2 separate regions of the Hordeum vulgare genome follow, and region 2 is linked to region 1. The links are chromatin contacts, called in public Hi-C maps. All regions are on one chromosome and are shown on one strand. The core of a region is the stretch at or near the end of the contact, and the rest is flanking DNA. Distances in the headings are between cores, read along the strand shown.

Region 1 (4,677 bases), core at 1,322-3,821:
CATTAAAACACTAGTTTCACTAACTGTTTTACAGTGTACAGAATGTGGAACAAAATGATTTCATTTTATTTTCTTTCCCTCCTGCAGGGAGAATTTACCTTAAATGAAGCATTTGACAATGCACGAGCAGATGCAATGCCTGAAATCCCTCCACCAATCACAATTACAGAAGGGGGAGAAGCATTTTGCCCATCAATGTGTTGAACGAAGAGACCTGGAATCATGAAGAAACAGAGTATAAGATTTAACATTGTAAAACCAATGAAAGCATTTTATACCGCAAAAAAGAAAAATTAAAGCATTAAAATTAACCTAGTATCGCATATTCGGTATTCTGAAACTACCTGTGTAAGCACATATCAAAATTTCCACCTATGTGTGTTTATTTTGTACTGAAAAATTGTTTGTTAACTCTGCAACTGGTCTTAGTTGTCCATTCTAGCATATGAAAAAACACCTAAATAGGAATGCCTCTCAGGAAGTGATAGAAGAATTGTTCAGGAATATGCGTCGAGCAATTTGTTCTGTCCAGTTGATTAGCAGCAAGAGAGTCTAATGATGGAACGAGATCAACATAACGATCCCAATAATTAAATTGATCCGCAGCAATATCGATTAACTGATGCAGCGGCATATGCTATAAAAAAGCAAGAATAAGGACAGATAGACCTGGGATGCTGTTCCCCGTTCTGTCTTCTTCTAAGCACAAAAGTGCTAAAAACAATTCACAATTTAGTGGTCTCAATTTATGTAACCTTGTTCTACACCCATTTCTCTGCTCTAAACTCACCTAGTATCACATATTTAGTACTCCCTCCGTAAAAAATATAAGAGCATTTATATCACTAAAGTAGTGATCCAAACGCTCTTATATTTCTTTACAGAGGGGGTATTTTTCAACCATCTACCTGAACAAGCATGCACATGCCAAAATCTCCACTCAGTGCACTGTGTGGGTTAATTTATACTGACCAATTGTTTGTTAAATCTGCAACTGGTCATAGTTGTCCATTCTAGCATATGAAAAGCCACCTGAATGGGACTGCCCTTTTGGGATTGACAGAACAATCGTTCAGGAATATGCCGTGAGTGATTTATTCCGTCTAGTTGATTACCAACAAGAGAGTTGGAACAATATCAGCCTGACCAATCCCTTGAATTTATTCGATCCGCAGCACTATGGATTAACCGACGCAGAGGCATATGCTATAAAAAAGAAGGCGGACAAGAATGAGGAGCAAATAGACATTGAATGCTGCCCCCCCATTCTGTCTTCTTGCAAACGCAAAAGTGCTTGATTTTTTTCAACTTTTTAGTGGTCTCTGATTTATGGAACCTTGTTCTACATCCCTTTCATGGTTTCACTTGCCCGTCGCCATCACAGCCCCTTTCTTTTTTTTTACATGTAACATCCTCTGTTTCTATGACGATTCACCGGTTTGCTTGTAAGATTCATTCTTCTAGATTCTCATCGACCGACCAACGCCACTTTTTATGTGTCTACCATACGGCGATTAAGTCACCAAAAATATCTCTTTGTTTCATAAGAATTTTTTTTAGCTCGGCTGATCAATCATACTACTAAGTAAGGCCCATCATTTGTTAAAAAATATCGTCTTTAAGATGATTGGCCCCAGAGATGAGTGGTGGTCCCTTATTATACATCAACATCAAATGAATCTGAGGAACAATTCTGGTCCAATAATTTTTGCCCTTTTGAGCGCTGGAGAAGACACTAAACTGTCACAGACAGGGTCGATTAGCAGCACGATTGGGACGTCAGTCCACTTTCCACGACAGCTACATTTCGCCCGATCAATTTCACAATTAATTAAGTACTAGTTCTACTGGTAATATTTACCCCCACACCGCTGGTACAATTACGTAGTGGAATTAATCAACCCAGTGCGAAACGCTGAGAGGTTTCTTCACACTGACGTAACACTGAACACATCAATCAAAACTGGAAAGAAAATTACTGAACACGAAACAATATCTTTTGAGGAAGGAAACGGGAAAATGACAGGGGGAGTGTTTTGGTCGGGCACGCACCTCCTGCGGCGAAGCCATTCGGCGGCTGGTCCATCCTCGGTCAGACCGACGAGCCCAGCTGCAGCGCGACGGCGACGGCGGCGGCGGGAAGGAGGATCGAGTCGAATCGAAACAGAGACAGAGTGGGAAAGAGATCGATCCGGGCGGGAGGCTAGCAATTAGAGGAGAGGGAGGAGGAGTGGTCGCGGGCGCCACGTATAGGAAGCGAGAGGTAGAAGACGAAGACGAGGAGGCCGTCCATGGGGCCGCCGACGTCGACGCTGGATGCTGCGGTGGTGGTGGTGGTGCTCGGCGCCTCGCGGAGGTCCCCTCTCATACCCAAAACGGCCCGTCACCGGTGACGCCCGCACCGGCGATCCCTTCCTGCGGAGCCACGCCGCCGAGCCCGGACGGGTGAGGTGGTGGTGGAGGAGGAGAGCGCGCGAGGGTGCGTGCGTGGGTGGGAGGGAGAGTGCGGGAGGTGCACGGTTGGCCGAGACGGGTCGGGTTGCGTCGGGTTGGTTGGTGCGGTGCGGGTCTGGTGCGAGGGAGGTTCGTTTTATAGCCAGGCGAGTGGTGGTGTTTTTGCATGTGCGCGCCTGTGGAGTTGCGTTATTGCTGCTGGGACGGCACGATGCCTGTGGCTTATACTACGAGTGGAGTGGAGTGGAGTGTGGTACTACAGTTCAGCCTCGGCAAAGGCGTCCAGCGCTGGCGAGGTGGAGAAGATGATGGCGGAGCTCGGGCTCCGGGAGGAGGATCTAGATGATGTTGTCTATGATGAGAAGGAGGCCCCGCGAGATGTGGCCTGCAGATGGATCGTTATCACTAGGGTGCATATCACTAAACCCTACAGTCAGTTCTGGTTCTTCAAGAACATGAGAGCAGCGTGGGATCTCGCCCACGATTGCAAGGAGGACAACCACTATACAGTGCAATTCTTCTCCTTGGGAGATTGGGAGCGGGTGATGCAAGAAGGCCCCTGGAACTTTCGTGGAGACGCGGTCATTCTCGCTCCATATGATGGCACCACACAACCATCCAAGGTCCCGCTCTACACACTCGATATATGGGTGCAAATTCATGATGTTCTGACAAATACACACACGTGGTTTGAGCTCTGGCAAGTAGAGTTGATGAGGTGCTTTTCATTCAAAAACCCTCTCACGATTTTGCAGGTAATTTTTACCGTGTGTGGGTCAAGATCGACATTCGGAAACCACTCAAGAATGTTGTCTCGATGATCAGACATGGTGAGCGGCAGATTTACAGGGTGAGGTACGAATAACTACCTGATTGTTGTGCGGTGTGTGGGCATCTTGGCCATGTATACAAGGAACATGGAGATGGAGTTCCCTCACGATCGGTGATGTTCTTTAAAGACCTTCGAGCTTCATGGGCAATGCGGACAGGCTATGGCCCCGGAGGGGGATGTGGACGCAAAGGAGGTAGAGGGCGCGCGCTGGCTACTCGAACTCTGGATGTGGTTCACAGGGAGGTCCGCGAGGACAACTTCTAGGAGGACAATGACATAGATATGTTGGAGTCGAACCGGAAAAGGGGTGATAGGGTAGATACGAGCATAGAGAACATGCAGCAGCCGCTCCTTGACCCGAGCACTGATCAACTTGCTATTGTGCCACAGGGCTTAAACCCTCAAAGCCCCCCTCCCAATAGGGACTTGAGAAATCGGGGACTACAACTGGGAAGGAACCCATTGTTGGAGCGGTAAAACAAAGTTTGGCGGGCCCTGTCAAAGGGCACCGCCGGACCCAATGAGTATTATCAGCTGGAACTGTCGTGGCGCGGGCAACGCGGCGATAGTTCGAGAGATTCGCGACATCGCGAAGAACTTTGCCCTACCTTCATGTGTATTGTTGAAACTCAAATTGATAGAGTGAGGGTGGAAATTTTAACTGGTACTCTAGGCTTTGATAATGATTTTGCTCTAAGTAGCCACGGTAGAAGTGGTGGACTAGGCACTTTCTGGTCACCGGTTTTAAATATGTTGAGTTGTCATATTTTTGCACGTAATCGCCTAAAAAAGTTGTTTGTGCTTGCCACTTTGATTATGTTGAGATGTCATATTTATACGCAATTTCTAAAAATTTAGCGATTAAGTTATTTTTTATCACTCAAGTAAGTACTTACTAATATGACAAGTAAATGCAACAAATGTGGTAAGTACGAGAAAAAAAATTGACGAACCATGTCGACATGGGATCAAGTTTTGAAGATTTCGTCGAAACAAAGCCAACGATGAAAACGGATCATCGATCGAATTAACGGTTTAAGAGATAAAAGTTTTCTAGGACATAATGACCACACATACTGTGGTAATAGGGGCGTTTTGCTGTAGTCTGTAGAAACAGTACTGTAGAAACAATACCGGTGTATTATAGCGACGATACACTGAGCAGTAGTGAGTCAAAGTGCAGTTGCGCTGGTTCACACAGGCACGAATCGCTGCGCAAGCCGCCGTATGATAAGGACGAGATACGGCGCGGTTAGTTAGAGCATCTATAGTAGAACCCTCAAACCCCCAAACCCTTAAAAATAACCGCTTTTTTACAGTTTTTGTCCGAAAAACGGCGTAGACTAGAATCCTTAAACCCTTAAACCCGTAAATATTTTTAGAGGTCCGAC
Region 2 (4,677 bases), core at 935-3,434, 180 kb after region 1:
AATATAAAAAGGCAATGGTATGGGATGTTAACAAATAGTACTACGAAACAACTTTTCGGTGTTGTTCAATTAATATGTGTGTGATGACAACCTTTGTTAGTCATGGTGATATAAAATGAAGTGCATTTTAGTTAAAATATTCTAGAGTATATTCTGCACTGAAGAATCCACAACAAATTTTGGTACTGGCTGGAAAGAGTGAACACCAATACAGAGACTAGAGTCCCCAATGTGCAATTTTGTTAGTGCCTGACCCCCCATGAATATTTCAGAAAACATCTGATGACATATTCCTGTCGATTGTTACTTATATTCAATCCAATACTATACTCTGCTCAAGTATTAGTACAATAAAAAAATAATACTGTATATTTTAAGAATTTCTCTTTTTGCAAGGATGTCGAAGAGAATTTCATGTACTGACTGTTTCCTGCACGAACAGTTGGTATTTCTGTGGGCACATTTACTCTTGGAAATGCTTGTAAGGACATGATTTGATCAATCATCAGTCATAAGAAAGTCAAGCTGTACCATGGCAGTCCAAAGCCAAACAAATTAAGAAGGAACTTCATTTAAGACCAGCAGACTTCCACGGTGACCTAATAAGAATAAGCCCTGGAGATTTTGGGAACTTGCCTCGGAAGATGTGTCTGAACTTCCACTCGACGTCATGAATATCCCGCGCAATTAGCTCCTGAGCAGGAGGCTGCTGCGTGAAATCCTACAAACCACACTATACCACCTGTTATTGGCAACAGCAGACCCAAAACCCACGGTGCAAAAGGAAAGGAACGCCGCCCAGAGCTACACACTCATCACACCAGAGGGGGGAAGACGCGCTCGGCGGCACGGCGGGGCACGGAGAAGCCGCCGTGCGTGCTGGTGTCGCTGGCCGTCAGCGTCTTGCAGAAGTAGTTGGTCGGCTGCTTGCTCATGATCCCCATCTCGGCCGGCAGGTAGGCGTCGTTCTGCTCTTGCTGCACCAATTACAGACCAACACAAGACAGGTGAGAAAAGAAAACATCAAACTCCGTATAAGAATCACATCATTGATTTAACCACTGCTGCTGCAATCATGAAATCGTTCTGGTAGGCTTACTGGGTTCAGCGGCTGCAGCGTCATCTGCGCGTACACTTCGTCGGTCTCCACATCGGCCTGCACAGATTGTCACGGTGACTAAACTCAGCACCCGCAGCACCGAAACGGATGATAATACGGATGGATGCATCTGATGTGAGGAATCAAGGCTGGGAGACGACGTACATGCATTGTGACGTCGTGCAGCTGGCAGATCAGCTGCGGCGGCAGGTTGGGGTAGTTGGGGATGTGCCCCTCCACCTCCTTGTTCGTCGACGCCGCCACCTTCATGACGCAAGCACACACACGCGGCGTTAGGAAACACAAGACGCAGGCAATACATCGACCAGCTTGCACGCACGCACGCGCGGAGGGGTTAAGAAAGAGGAAACAGCCGAGGGAGGGAGGGTGACGGCGGAGCTAGCGGAGCTGACCTGCTCGCTGTGGCCCTGCGGGAAGTAGACGACGCGCGTGCCGAGGGTGGGGAGGCAGACGAGCGGGCCGGCGCAGGCGTGCCACAGCTCCGAGTTGAGGTTCTTCTTCTCTGCACCCGCACACACGCACGCACGCACACCTCAACAAAATCAGCCTAATAAACAAACCAACCAAGGGAAGAAGAAAGGCCAGGCACGCGTGCAGGTAGCAAGCAGGCAATAAACAACCAACCGAACAAGACCTAGCTGACCTTCCTCCGGCGGCGCGGCGGGCGGCGGCGGCGGCGGCTGGCCGCCGAGGCTGGCCCCGGAAGAGGAGCTCATCTCCCCCACACCCGTAACAAGACCAGAAAACGAGAAACCAACGCCCCCTCACAAATCCGCCCGGCGGTACCCCATCCTCAAATCCGCCGCATTCTGCAACAAGCAAAGGCAAGCCAAGGCACCGCGTCAGCCGCCACTCCCACACGGATAAAAAGGGAGCGGCATCAAATACGCTACGCGCCTACCTCATCTCATCCGGCAGTCATCCGAGCTCGGAGATCGCCATGGTGGCCGGCCAGGAGGGTGGGGGTGCGCAGAGAGAGAGAGAGGGAGAGGGGAGGGGGGGGGGAATGATTAGGTCCGGCGCATTTAAGCCGGTTCAGAGGCAGAAGTGCGAGTGGGAGTGCGCGTGTGCACAGTGCCGAGGAGAGAGAAGAGAGTTTTGAATAAAGCGAGGCGAGAAGAGAGAGAGAGGAAAGTTGGAAAGCGGGTTTTCGAAAAAGCCGTATTTTATGGGCTCATGTAAGCCGCTGTCGGGCGCCCCGTAACCCCCGCCCCGCCCGCCCGTAATGCCAATGCCGCCACAAGATCGATCCATCAGATCAGACCGCCCACTCTCACTCTCACTCTCACTGGCGTATGATAGTATCTCTGCGGCGTGGGCCAGGCCGCCTGTGAGGCCACGGCCCACCGCTGGGACGTGTTTGTCCAGTCCCTCCCCTCCCTCCCACCAGATTCCGCGTGCCGTTTTTTCAAAATATTTCCATCTCCTCTAGTAGTTGATTATATGTTCCATCGAGATGAGCGGCGAGCGATTATTCCTCCTTGGCCCGTGTACGTGACGCCTGGGGTGCACGCACGCACGTATCCACTGTGGTGGTGGTGGGCATCCGTCCGTCCATGATGCGATGCCTTTCTCCCAACACTGTGCATCTGTACTCTCCTCCCTTTGCTAAGACTCGTCGTCGTCGTCGGCATAAAGCGCCTCATCACCGTGTCGAACTGCCTGCCGCCAGGCTAACACGATAAGCCGGCCGAATTTTGACGCATTTCCCCCCGGCAAAGCGCAGCGTTTTTTGCATGATGGCGGCATCTTCGGCGGCCAAGACCGCAAAAACCGATGATGGACGGATGGCATCTTGGGAACGAACATAGGCCTTCACCGCGAAAAAAAAAAACTTTAATCATTACCTAGTAGAGTTCTAAACTTGGCAGTAGGCTGGTAGTTAATTAACTCATGTCGAAACCGCTCGACTCTTCTTGCCCACACAAACCCCAGCACCGGTCGCCGGTCCGGTCCGAGCCCGTCAACTACCTTAATCCGGGCCGCGATTAGCACGCGCGCGTGCACACAGTAAGCGTACGTCACAAAACGGCGCATTAAATTAAATTTATAAAGAAAAGAAAAGAAAGTAAATTTATAAAGAAAAGGAAAGAAAGTATAGGATGGGTACGGGGTACGGAGCCCGATCGTGTCACGTCCCCTCATCAGTGCACTGCGCGCGACATGCCGCTCGTACCGTGACGTGACCTCGCACGAGAGAGAGAGAAATGCATAAACAAATAGCATCTCTCTCCTCCTTCTGCCGACCGGGTGAGAGAAAGGTGACACGAACTGGAGTGAGGCGAGACATGGATGGAAGACACGTCGGCCGATCGGACCCGTACGTACGTACGTACGTCGACGCGACGTGCCCGTGGTATATTCCCCGCGTCTTTCACCTTTTTTACTGCCACCAAAGCACGTCGCGGAAAACTACCGCCGCTACCTACCGCCAGGCCTAGGCGCAGCTACTACGTGCGCCCGTGGAACGTACGGTGGTAGGATCGACCGTACTGTTGCGAGAGAAAAAAGATCCCAAAGAGTTTACGGCGTAATCTACCGGCGTGCACTCGTGTTTGATTACGGGTACGTGATCCCTAGCTAGGGTTGTTATTATTGGGTTGGCCTACTTATATTAGCTGTCTATATCTAGTGCTTGGAGTCTACTATGGGTGACAACAGTGAGCACACCGCTAGTCAGTGAACATGCTTTATGCGGATTCGACCGTTGTTGCTTTGGCTGCAACTTCCGGCATCTGCCAACAGTGCTGCTATCCATGATAACCTTGTGCCGTAACTTTCAACTTTGTAAAGGAAATACTTATATACCTTAAAAAGCGCAGCATGACAAGTGGGCCTCATCATTCGCATACACCCCTCTTCTTCTTTTTTTGTTGCTGCGAAAACACAAGTGATAGTAAAGCAGATCCTTGCTTATCAGGGTCTTAGTTTTAGTGGTCACCAATAGGAGACAGGGGAGGGATCATGATGAGTCGAGAAAACGAGAGGTGGCCGTGCCATCATCCGTACTACTACCGCCGCTACGGCTTTTGACCGGGCCGGGCCGGGCCGGGCCGGGCCTAGGTTGTTATGTTATTAATCAGATGATAATTAATGCGGCTGCCAGTTTAGTTGTTAAGGACTGGATCTGGAGCACGTACGTGTACTCCACTTGCCGGTCTGTCTGTACTCTGTAGGCACGCACGCACGCTCGCTCCGTATTAGTCAATGGTGCCCAATACTTTGAGTTTTTTATTACTTGTTATTTAAGGCAGGTCTTGTACTTGGCCTATCGTCCTGCCCAAGGACGGACTTGTCCGGGTGTTTTCAAAAAGAAGCGCCCGTCCTGGAAAGTGCAAAGGCACAGTGCGTGGCAGTGAGAATCGTCCGCTAGTAGTAGCAACTTACCGCTAACGTTTGCACTCTTCGTTCAGGTGTACCCATAAACGGCCATGTCCAGCTAACCTGCCCGGCCGTACCCTCAACTGCCTTGTTTACTCTAGAAAAATATGCTACTATACTTTGTGACAAAACGGGATATGGAAAGTACTTATATCGTGCTAACCACATGACTTGAG

What was found. A called contact is a pair of places that touch in the nucleus more often than the background predicts.
Region 2: a contact with region 1 is called in a Hi-C map of seedling, with 2.3 times the contacts expected there. The contact joins the promoter of LOC123428407 here to the promoter of LOC123428404 in region 1. A contact is called at or near these places in 2 of 6 Hi-C or Micro-C datasets (leaf and seedling).

What each region holds. Positions count from the first base shown.
Region 1 is chr2H:650,905,514-650,910,190 of MorexV3_pseudomolecules_assembly, forward strand. LOC123428404 (polyamine oxidase 5) reads right to left here and starts at 2,572. Exons shown (of 10, transcript XM_045112598.1): 1 at 2,053-2,572; 2 at 99-214. The coding sequence starts at 2,086.
Region 2 is chr2H:651,088,188-651,092,864 of MorexV3_pseudomolecules_assembly, forward strand. LOC123428407 (auxin response factor 12) reads right to left here and starts at 2,185. Exons shown (of 16, transcript XM_045112602.1): 1 at 2,022-2,185; 2 at 1,764-1,929; 3 at 1,513-1,622; 4 at 1,265-1,363; 5 at 1,100-1,156; 6 at 822-977; 7 at 637-721. The coding sequence starts at 1,836.